Regions from separate parts of the Pan troglodytes genome. Here region 2 is linked to region 1. A link is a contact called in public Hi-C data. All regions are on one chromosome and are shown on one strand. Each heading gives the region's core, a stretch centred on a gene start, on an enhancer-like site or on the middle of the called end of the contact. The rest is flanking DNA. Distances are from core to core; before and after follow the strand shown. Region 1 overlaps EPS15L1 (epidermal growth factor receptor pathway substrate 15 like 1). Region 2 overlaps C19H19orf44 (chromosome 19 C19orf44 homolog).

Region 1 (4,096 bases), core at 579-3,078:
CTCCTGGCCTCAAGTGATCCGCCTGCCTCGGCCTCCCAAAGTGCTGGGATTACAGGTGTGAGCCACCAAGCCCGGCCACATACAGGAAGCCCTCCATTTCTAATGGTAAATAAATTAATACGTAAATAGGAATAGCTCTTCATGAACAGAGGGAAGGTGCAGCATTAGGATGGGGAGTCACAGTTCCTGCTGTTCTGAAAGACACAGGGCAGGCAGCCCGTAAAAGGGGCCATGAGTGAGGCAGTGGCTTCCAGTCTGTTCCACCCTCCAAAGGAAACTTAACATTCCTGAACTGTACACTTAGAAATGGTTAAGATGGTAAATGTTACGTGATGTGTCTTTCAACCACAATAAAAATTTTTTAATTTTTAAAAGACAAAAACCAAGACAGAGCCCTCAGTCACAGAGATGAGATCACCAGCAGACACCGCATGCTCTCACGGCTGTTGGTGCTAAGAAGCTGAGCGCTGCAGGTCTTTCTCGGGGGCCTGGGATCCTCTCCTGGCCATCGGACTTGCTGACTCAGTGCCTTCAGAAGCCCAGAAATGTTCACAACGGAAACAAACACTTGGCACTTCGGGCTTGTTCTTTCTGACTGTGGCTGTGAATGGAATGCAGAATCTCTCTTGACCACAGTACACCCCAATTACAGCATCTGGTCCTGCGCTCCCTGACTCCTCTCTGCGAGGTCCCCAGGCCCCTCAGTCCCAGCTCTTCCAGTGAGGCCTGGACATAACCCCTGGTGGAAAAGAGCCATCACATTTTAAAGTATAAGATCTCTTGGCACTGTTTCCCATGACAAAGTAGCTCTTTTTCAAAGTCCACACAATGCGCTGGGTGACAGGGAGAAACCCTTCACCACAGTGATTGCCACTGGCAAAGTGCTTGATGACAGAGGTGACTGCATGACTCCTCGGTCACATGACATATCTTCATGTCCTCTCCCTGCACAGATACCCCCACCCAGCCCATGACCTCTCCAAGAAGGGAGCAAACCAACCGTGTAAACATGGGACGAAAGTGCTTGGGACCTTTATTTGAGAGCAAGAGTGTTATTCATGTCAGGATTTAAGCCACATAAACGTGAGGAAATGTGACAGTCTGAAAGTGAAGGGAAGGTGAGGAGGCCTCATGTTATCTGGAGGGACCATGCTCACTTCCTTTAGAAGGAATTCTGTACTTAGAAGACAGCCCTCGTTTTTTTTCTTCTTTCTGGAAGCAGTAGCTTATCTTTCCAGCCACAACATCCTCTGTTTTAAAAATAACACTTCAAGTGCTGAGAGAGGCTTTTCACAAAGCAATCAGAACATCAGGGAGGAAAGAATGGTAACATGCAAAGTGGCTGGAAAGAAGCCAGAAAGCAAGGGACACATTTGGGGGTCCACGTGCTTGCAAGCTCTCACCGTTTCCTCTTCTATTCTGAATAACCAACACAAGCAGCAAAAACCACAGAATGTGACCTAAAGATGCAAGATTTAAACTGCAGCCCTTTAATAATCCAACTCCTGACACTTAGTTGTCCAGGTAGGCAACTCCCAATTCCAGTGAAGGGCCACAGCCTTTGTAAAAGGTGTTCATTAGAAGAGGCGTTTCATCCAAGTGCTGTGGCCACTCACACTGAGACAGAAGAGCTGACACAATCATCCTATAAAATGTTCTGAACAACATCAAACTAGAACAATTCCAGAACAATTCTAGAACAACTGCTGGAACAATTCTATCTGAAGGAGAGCCAAGGAGGGAGCTATTCCCGTTCACTTACCCTCACAGCCCAGTGGGCCTCTGCAGAGGGCGGTGTGACCATCAGAGGGCTGCTGGTGTCGTGCTGAGAAGAGAGAGAAACATTCCTTTGTGGCTGGCACAGAATTAAATCATAGGTGGGTGGGTTTGCTGAAAAGGATACACGTTTCAAAGTGCTTTCAAAAAAGGGAAGACTTCACAAAGTTAAACACAGAATCACCACATGACCCAGCAATTCCACTCCTACGTATTGACTCAAATGAATTAAAAACGGATGTCCAAACAAATCCTTGTACATGAATGCTGGTAGCAGCACTATTCACAACAGTCAAAAGGGTGGAAATAACCCACATGTCCAGAGAGATGAATGGATAAAGATGTGGTCCATCCAGTAAATGGAATATGGAAACACTGATCCATTCTACAACATGGATGAACCCTGAAAACACGATGCTGAGAGAGAGGCCAGACACAAAAGACCATGTTAGAGAATCCATTGATAGGAAATGTCCAGAACAGGCAAATCCATTGACAGAAATAAAATTAGTGGTTGCCAGAGACTGGGAGGGGGAGACAAGGAGTGATTACTTAATGTGGATGGGGTCTCCTTGCGGGGGGATGAAAATGTTCTGGAGCTAGACAGAGGTAATGAAGACACAACACTGTAAATGCACTAAATACCACTAAATAGTTCACTTTAAAATTATTAATTTTCTATTATGTGAATTTCACCACAATAAAAGGGGAAGGCTAGAGAAAACATGGAAATATACATGCACATACACACATGCACATACACACACACACACATCTGGTATTAGAAGAATGTGAACTTGAAGGACTTGGACACTCACAAATTTAGGCGGTGGCATGCTCAAATTCAGATTGCTCAAGGTAACTTCATGGCCACTCTGTGCACAGGCCACCAGTCTCAGTGCAACATAGAAACCCTGCAAGTCCAAAGAAAGGGAAGGAGTAAACAGCACATCGCCAGTGAGGGTAGGGGGAGCTGTCTCTAACAGCAGGCTTCAGGGAAAGAGGATGTGCACTTCAACAATGAAGACCATCCGTGCAAAAACCCCTTGGAGCGTTGGGCTGAACTGGACTCACCTTGGGGACATCGCTTAAATGAATACACTAAAATGGACTTATCCCGGCCAGGTGTGGTGGCTCATGTCTGTAATCCTAGCACTTTGGGAGACCGAGGCAGGTGGATCACCTGAGGTCAGGAGTTCGAGACCAGCCTGGCCAACATGGCGAAACCTCATTTCTACTAAAAACATAAAAATCAGCCAGGCGTGGTGGCAGGTGCCTGAAATCCCAGCTACTTGGGAGGCTGAGGCAGGAGAATCACTTGAACCCAGAGGGTGGAGGCTGCAGTGAGCCAAGATCATGCCACTTCACTCCAGGCTGGGCAAAAAGAGCAAAACTCCGTCTCAAAATAAATAAATAAAATAAAATAAAATGGACTTATTCCACTGCATCTGGAAATCTGTAAAATTTCAGATGCATATATTTTCCAAAAACTATGAGCTCCCAACATTTAGGAAATGTTAGGTTGTATAAAGCAACAAAGTTAAACATGGTTAAGGTTACGAATGATGGACCAAATATGTGCCGAATTTTTGTTTGTTTTAGAGATAGGGTCTCACTCTGTCACCCAGAGTGCAGTGGCGCAATCACAGCTCACTGCAACCTCAAACTCATGGGCTCAAGCGATCCTCCTGCCTCAGCCTCCTGAGTAGCTGGGACCACAGGTGTGCACCACTATGCCCAGCTAAGTTTTTACTTATTTTTTTAGAGGTGGGATCTCACTATGTTGCCCAGGCTGGTCTCAAATTCCTGTCCTCCTGCCTTAGTTCCTGAGTAGCTAGGATTACAGGTATGAGCCACTGCACCTGGCTATGTGTTGAATTTTTTTTAAAGCAGTCATAAATACACACGGTTGGTCAGAAACTCATATCTGTGGTTCACCACGATCCCCTCGGCCTCGTTGAATGGAACGTCCCCTGCCCACCCCCAGTGGCCTGACGTGGACCCCACCTAGACACGGGAAGGAAGTTGAACTAGGCTGTCAGGTGCCTCCCTCCTAACCCAGGACCCACCACACAAAGGCTCAGTGGACTTGTGAGGGATCACTTAGCTTGTTTTTTTTTTTTTATTAACTGGCCTAAGAACATGGATACTTTTAAAGCTATAAATACTGTTAACAGTTTTAAAAGTGTCTTCAAAGAGATAAGTGCTAGGATCGGCCTTTCTCAGCCTGCTGTCCTCAGAAGCCCTTGCAGAGTGTAGAGGATCATAAGAGGGTTTTGAGAAAAGGGGACCTTTCATCCCTGCAAGGTCTGAGAAAAGA
Region 2 (4,353 bases), core at 464-2,963, 76 kb after region 1:
CGTGAGCCACCATGCCCGGCCTTATTATTATTTTTTTGAGACAGAGTCTCGCTCTGTCGCCCAGGCTGGGACTACAGTGGCACAATCTCAGCTCACTGCAACCTCTACCTCCTGGTTTCAAGCAATTCTTGTGCCTCAGCCTCCTGAGTAGCTGGGATTACAGGCACCCGCCACCCTACCCCACTAATTTTTGTATTTTTAGTAGAGATAGTTTCACCATGTTGGCCAGGCTGGTCTCCAACTCCTGACCTCAGGTGATTCACCCACCTCGGCCTCCCAAAGTGCTGGGATTACAGGCATGCGCCACCATGCCTGGCCCAATTTATTTATTTTTGAGACAGGTCTCACTCAGGCTGGAATGCAGTTGGGGGATCATGGCTCCCTTCATCCTCGATGTCCTAGGCTCAAGCAATCCTGCCCAGCCTCCTGAGTAGCTGAGACTACAAGCGTGCACCCATGCCTGGCTAATTTTTTTTTTTTTTGTAGAGATATGGACCGGCTGGGTTGTCCAGGCTGGTCTTGAACTCCCAGCTTCAAGCAATCCTCCTGCCTCGGCCTTTCAAAGTGCCGAGATTACAGGTGTGAGCCATTGCCCCCAGGCATGATGAAGCTTAATTTTTAAAATATTTTTTTTCTTACAGAGGTAGGGTCTTGCTATGTCTCCCAGGCAGGTCTTGAACTCCTGAGCTCAAAGGATCCTGCCGCCTCAGCCACCTAACATTTCATCAGTCCATGATGAAATGTTTTTTTTTTGAGATAGAGTTTTGCTCTTGTTGCCCAGGCCGGAGTGCAATGGTGTGATCTCAGCTCACCATAACCTCTGCCTCCTGGGTTCAAGTGATTCTCCTGCCTTAGCCTGCCGAGTAGCTGGGATTACAGATACGTGCCACCATGTCTGGCTAATTTTGTATTTTTGGTAGAGACGAGGTTTCTCCATGTTGGTCAGGCTGGTTTCAAACTCCCAACCTCAGGTGATCTGCCCGCCTTGGCCTCCCAAAGTGCTGGGATTATAGGCATGAGCCACTGTGCCCGGCTGAAAATTTTTTAATTTTTTTTTTTTTCTTATAGAGGTAGGGTCTTGCTGTGTTGCCCAGGCAGGTCTTGAACTCCTGAGCTCAAAGGATCCTACCGTCTCAACCACCTAAAGTCCTTAAGTCCATGATGAAATGTTAAATGCCATCCACGTGCCACCTAAGCATGCGTCACACCATCAGGATTCCTGCAGCCCCGGGGACATGCCGTACTGAAGATGCCACAGTTCTGTTTAGAATACTCCGTGCCCACATCTAATGAGGACCTGGTGTGTCCCCTTGTCTGCGGGAGTGCCGCAGGTCCCCAGCTCCTAGGAGTGCAGTGTTCCTAGCATGTTGATATTTCCAAAACACTTCCCAGCCACCTCTGCCATTCTTCATTTTAGGAGGAAAGTGCTCAGAGAGAAAAAACAGCTGGCAAAATCTTCAGAGCCGAGGCGTCCACTGGGCAGGATGCCCCGAGGCAGGCCCAGGCGAGGAGCTGGGCATCACAGGGAAAGGCCGCCTCTGCAGAGGGGGATGAGAGCGAGGTCTCGGAGCATCTCAGTGCCAGCTCGGCTTCTGCCATCCAGCAGGACAGCACTTCCAGCATGCAGCCACCATCTGAAGCCCCCATGGTGAACACAGTCAGCTCAGCTTATTCGGAGGATTTTGAAAACTCTCCAAGTCTGACAGCATCTGAGCCAACCGCCCATTCCAAGGAGTCTCTTGACAGAACACTGGATGCTTTGTCTGAATCCTCTTCAAGTGTGAAGACAGACCTTCCGCAAACAGCCGAGTCTAGGAAAAAGTCGGGCAGGCACGTGACAAGAGTGCTTGTGAAGGACACAGCTGTGCAGACGCCAGATCCCGCCTTCACCTACGAGTGGACCAAGGGTAAGCCTTGGGGCCCGTGGGGGCCGGGGCAGCCGGGACAGGAGCTCAGCGTGTGGTTTACAGCATCCTGGGAGACACGTGGGAGAGCTCAGGTTCCTGAGATTTGGGCTCTTGTTATTAATCACCTGGAGGGGTTGGCCAAGCAAGGTGGCTCACGCCTGTAATCCCAGCACTTTGGGAGGCCGAGGCGGGAGGATCACTTGAGGTCAGGAGTTCAAGACCAGTCTGGCCAACACAGGGAACCCTCTTCTCTACTAAAAATACAAAAATTAGCTGGCTGTGGTGGTGTGTTCCTGTAATCCCAGCTACTCAGGAAGCTGAGGCTTGAGAAGAACCCGGGAGGTGGAGGTTGCAGTGAGCTGAGATGATGCCCCTGCACTCCAGCCTGGGTGACAGAATGAGACTCTGTCTCAAAAAAAATAAAAGTCACCTAGGGACCTTGGCTCACCATTTCCTCTTCCATGGACGAGGGACAGCCGCCCTCGTGTGTCCCGATGTCTTCCTAGCCCTGAAGCATTCAGAAGGATCAGAACCAAGGACTAGGGTAGCACCTCCCACAGGATGATTCACGGGGGGACTCCAGCAAGGTCTGGAGACATTATTAGTTGTCACAACTCGGGGTGGGGAATGCTATCGGCATCTGCTGGGTGGAGGCCAGGGGTGCTATTCCACACCCCGCAGTGCACAGGATGCCTTTGTCCTGGAGAATGAACACCCTGGGTGACTTTCCAGATATTTCTCTCTCTCTCTCTCACTCTGTTTTTAGAGATGGGGTCTTGCTATGTTGCCCAAGCTGGAGTACAGTGACCCAATCATAGCTCACTGCAGCCTCAACCTCCCCAGGCTCAGGTGATCCTCCTACCTCAGCCTCCTGAGTAGTAGGATTACAAGCATGCGCCCCCATGCCTGGCTAATTTTTATATTTTTTGTAGAGACAGGGTCTTGCCATATTGCCCAGCCTGGTCTCAAACTCCTGGGCTCAAGCAATCTGTCAGCCTTAGCCTCCCAAAGTGTTGGGATTACAGGCGTGAGCCACTGCACCCGGCCCTGTATCTTTTTTTTTTTTGAGATGGAGTCTCACTCTCTTGCCCAGGCTGGAGTGTAGCGGTGCAATCTTGGCTTACTGCAACCTCCACCTCCTGGGTTCAAGCGATTCTCCTGCCTCAGCCTCCTGAATAGCTGGGATTACAGGTATGTGCCACCACGCCCAGATAATTTTTGTATTTTTAGTAGAGATGGGGTTTCACCATGCTGGCCAGGCTGGTCTCAAATTCCTGACCTCGTGATCTGCCTGCCTTGGCCTCTCAAAGTGCTGGGATTACAGGTGTGAGCCACCGCACCTGGCCCCCTGTATAATTTTAAAATGTTCTTTGTAGAGACAGGGTCTCACTATGTTCCCCAGCCTGGTCTTGAACTCCTGGGCTCAAGTGATCCTTCCACCTGCCCATGTTGGCCCCCCAAGGTGCTGGGACTACAGGCATAAGCCACCATGCCTGGCCTTCGGGCATTTCTCTCATTCCCAGCTTCAGTCTCGGCTCTTGCTGGTGGAAAGGCCCCATTCTTTTAAACATTCCCATGTTATTTTATTTTATATAATTTTATTTTATGAGATGGGGTCTCGCTCTGTTGCCCAGGCTGGAGTGCGGTGGCACAATCTCGGCCCACTGCCTCCTCCACCTCCTGGGTTTCAGCGATTCTCCCACCTCAGCCTCCCCAATAGCTGGGACTAGAGGCGCCTGGCTAATAAACATTCCCTTTTAATATCTCTTTTCTCATCCATATGGCTCTTGACAAGGTAGACTGGATGTGAAAAATGATGTAGTTCCCAGCCTGGCCAATATGGTGAAACCCCGTCTCTACTAAAAATACAAAAATTAGCCTGGTGTGGTGGCGCGCATCTGTAGTCCTAGCTACTCGGGAGGCCGAGGCACAAGAATCGCTTGAAACCAGAAGGTGGAGGTTGCAGTGAGCTGAGATCGTGCCATAGCACCCCAGCCTGGGCGACAGAGTGAGACTCTGTCTCAAAAAAAAAAGAAAAGAAAAGAAAAGAAAAGCAATGTAATTCTCACTGGATCTATTTGTTTTGATTTGGGGGCTTAACCTAACATCAGCCTGACGGGCCCCCCGAGGAGAGGGTGACTGGTGTCTGTTTCTCAGGAGGGAAAGTCAATCACATGGACTGAGTCAAATCACCTTGGAGGTGTTAAATGGTATTTTCAACCTGGGATCTGGGCTCAGAATTGTTTGTGTCTCTCTGCATTTCTGTCCATATTTTTGGCAATTTCGGGATGCTTTCATGAAACACTGGCGAGGCTGTTTTCCTAGACTAGGACTGACAGGGAAAGGAGAAAGAAAAAACAGCAGCCATAAACACGCTGGCCTCAGAGCCCAGAGAACACGCAACATCCTGAGGTCAACAGTGACCCTTAGAAGAAGGGCTGGGAAA

What was found. A called contact is a pair of places that touch in the nucleus more often than the background predicts.
Region 2: a Hi-C map of stem cell-derived neural progenitor cells shows a contact between it and region 1, with 2.3 times the contacts expected there. The contact joins two enhancer-like sites. A contact is called at or near these places in 2 of 7 Hi-C or Micro-C datasets (induced pluripotent stem cells and stem cell-derived neural progenitor cells).

The regions. Positions count from the first base shown.
Region 1 is chr20:19,091,338-19,095,433 of NHGRI_mPanTro3-v2.0_pri, forward strand. It overlaps EPS15L1 (epidermal growth factor receptor pathway substrate 15 like 1), which reads right to left. Exons shown (of 24, transcript XM_063801310.1): 5 at 2,595-2,690; 6 at 1,763-1,825. Among named protein-coding and RNA genes, the nearest start is that of EPS15L1, 35 kb to the right of the region's middle. Within about 2 kb of position 1,829, at least 7 of the 24 cell types and tissues checked have an H3K27ac peak or open chromatin away from gene starts, as enhancers often do. A contact at or near this core is called in stem cell-derived neural progenitor cells, where this site is marked.
Region 2 is chr20:19,167,123-19,171,475 of NHGRI_mPanTro3-v2.0_pri, forward strand. C19H19orf44 (chromosome 19 C19orf44 homolog) reads left to right here. Exons shown (of 9, transcript XR_008540964.2): 5 at 1,418-1,907. Among named protein-coding and RNA genes, the nearest start is that of CALR3, 14 kb to the left of the region's middle. Within about 2 kb of position 1,714, at least 6 of the 24 cell types and tissues checked have an H3K27ac peak or open chromatin away from gene starts, as enhancers often do. A contact at or near this core is called in stem cell-derived neural progenitor cells, where this site is marked.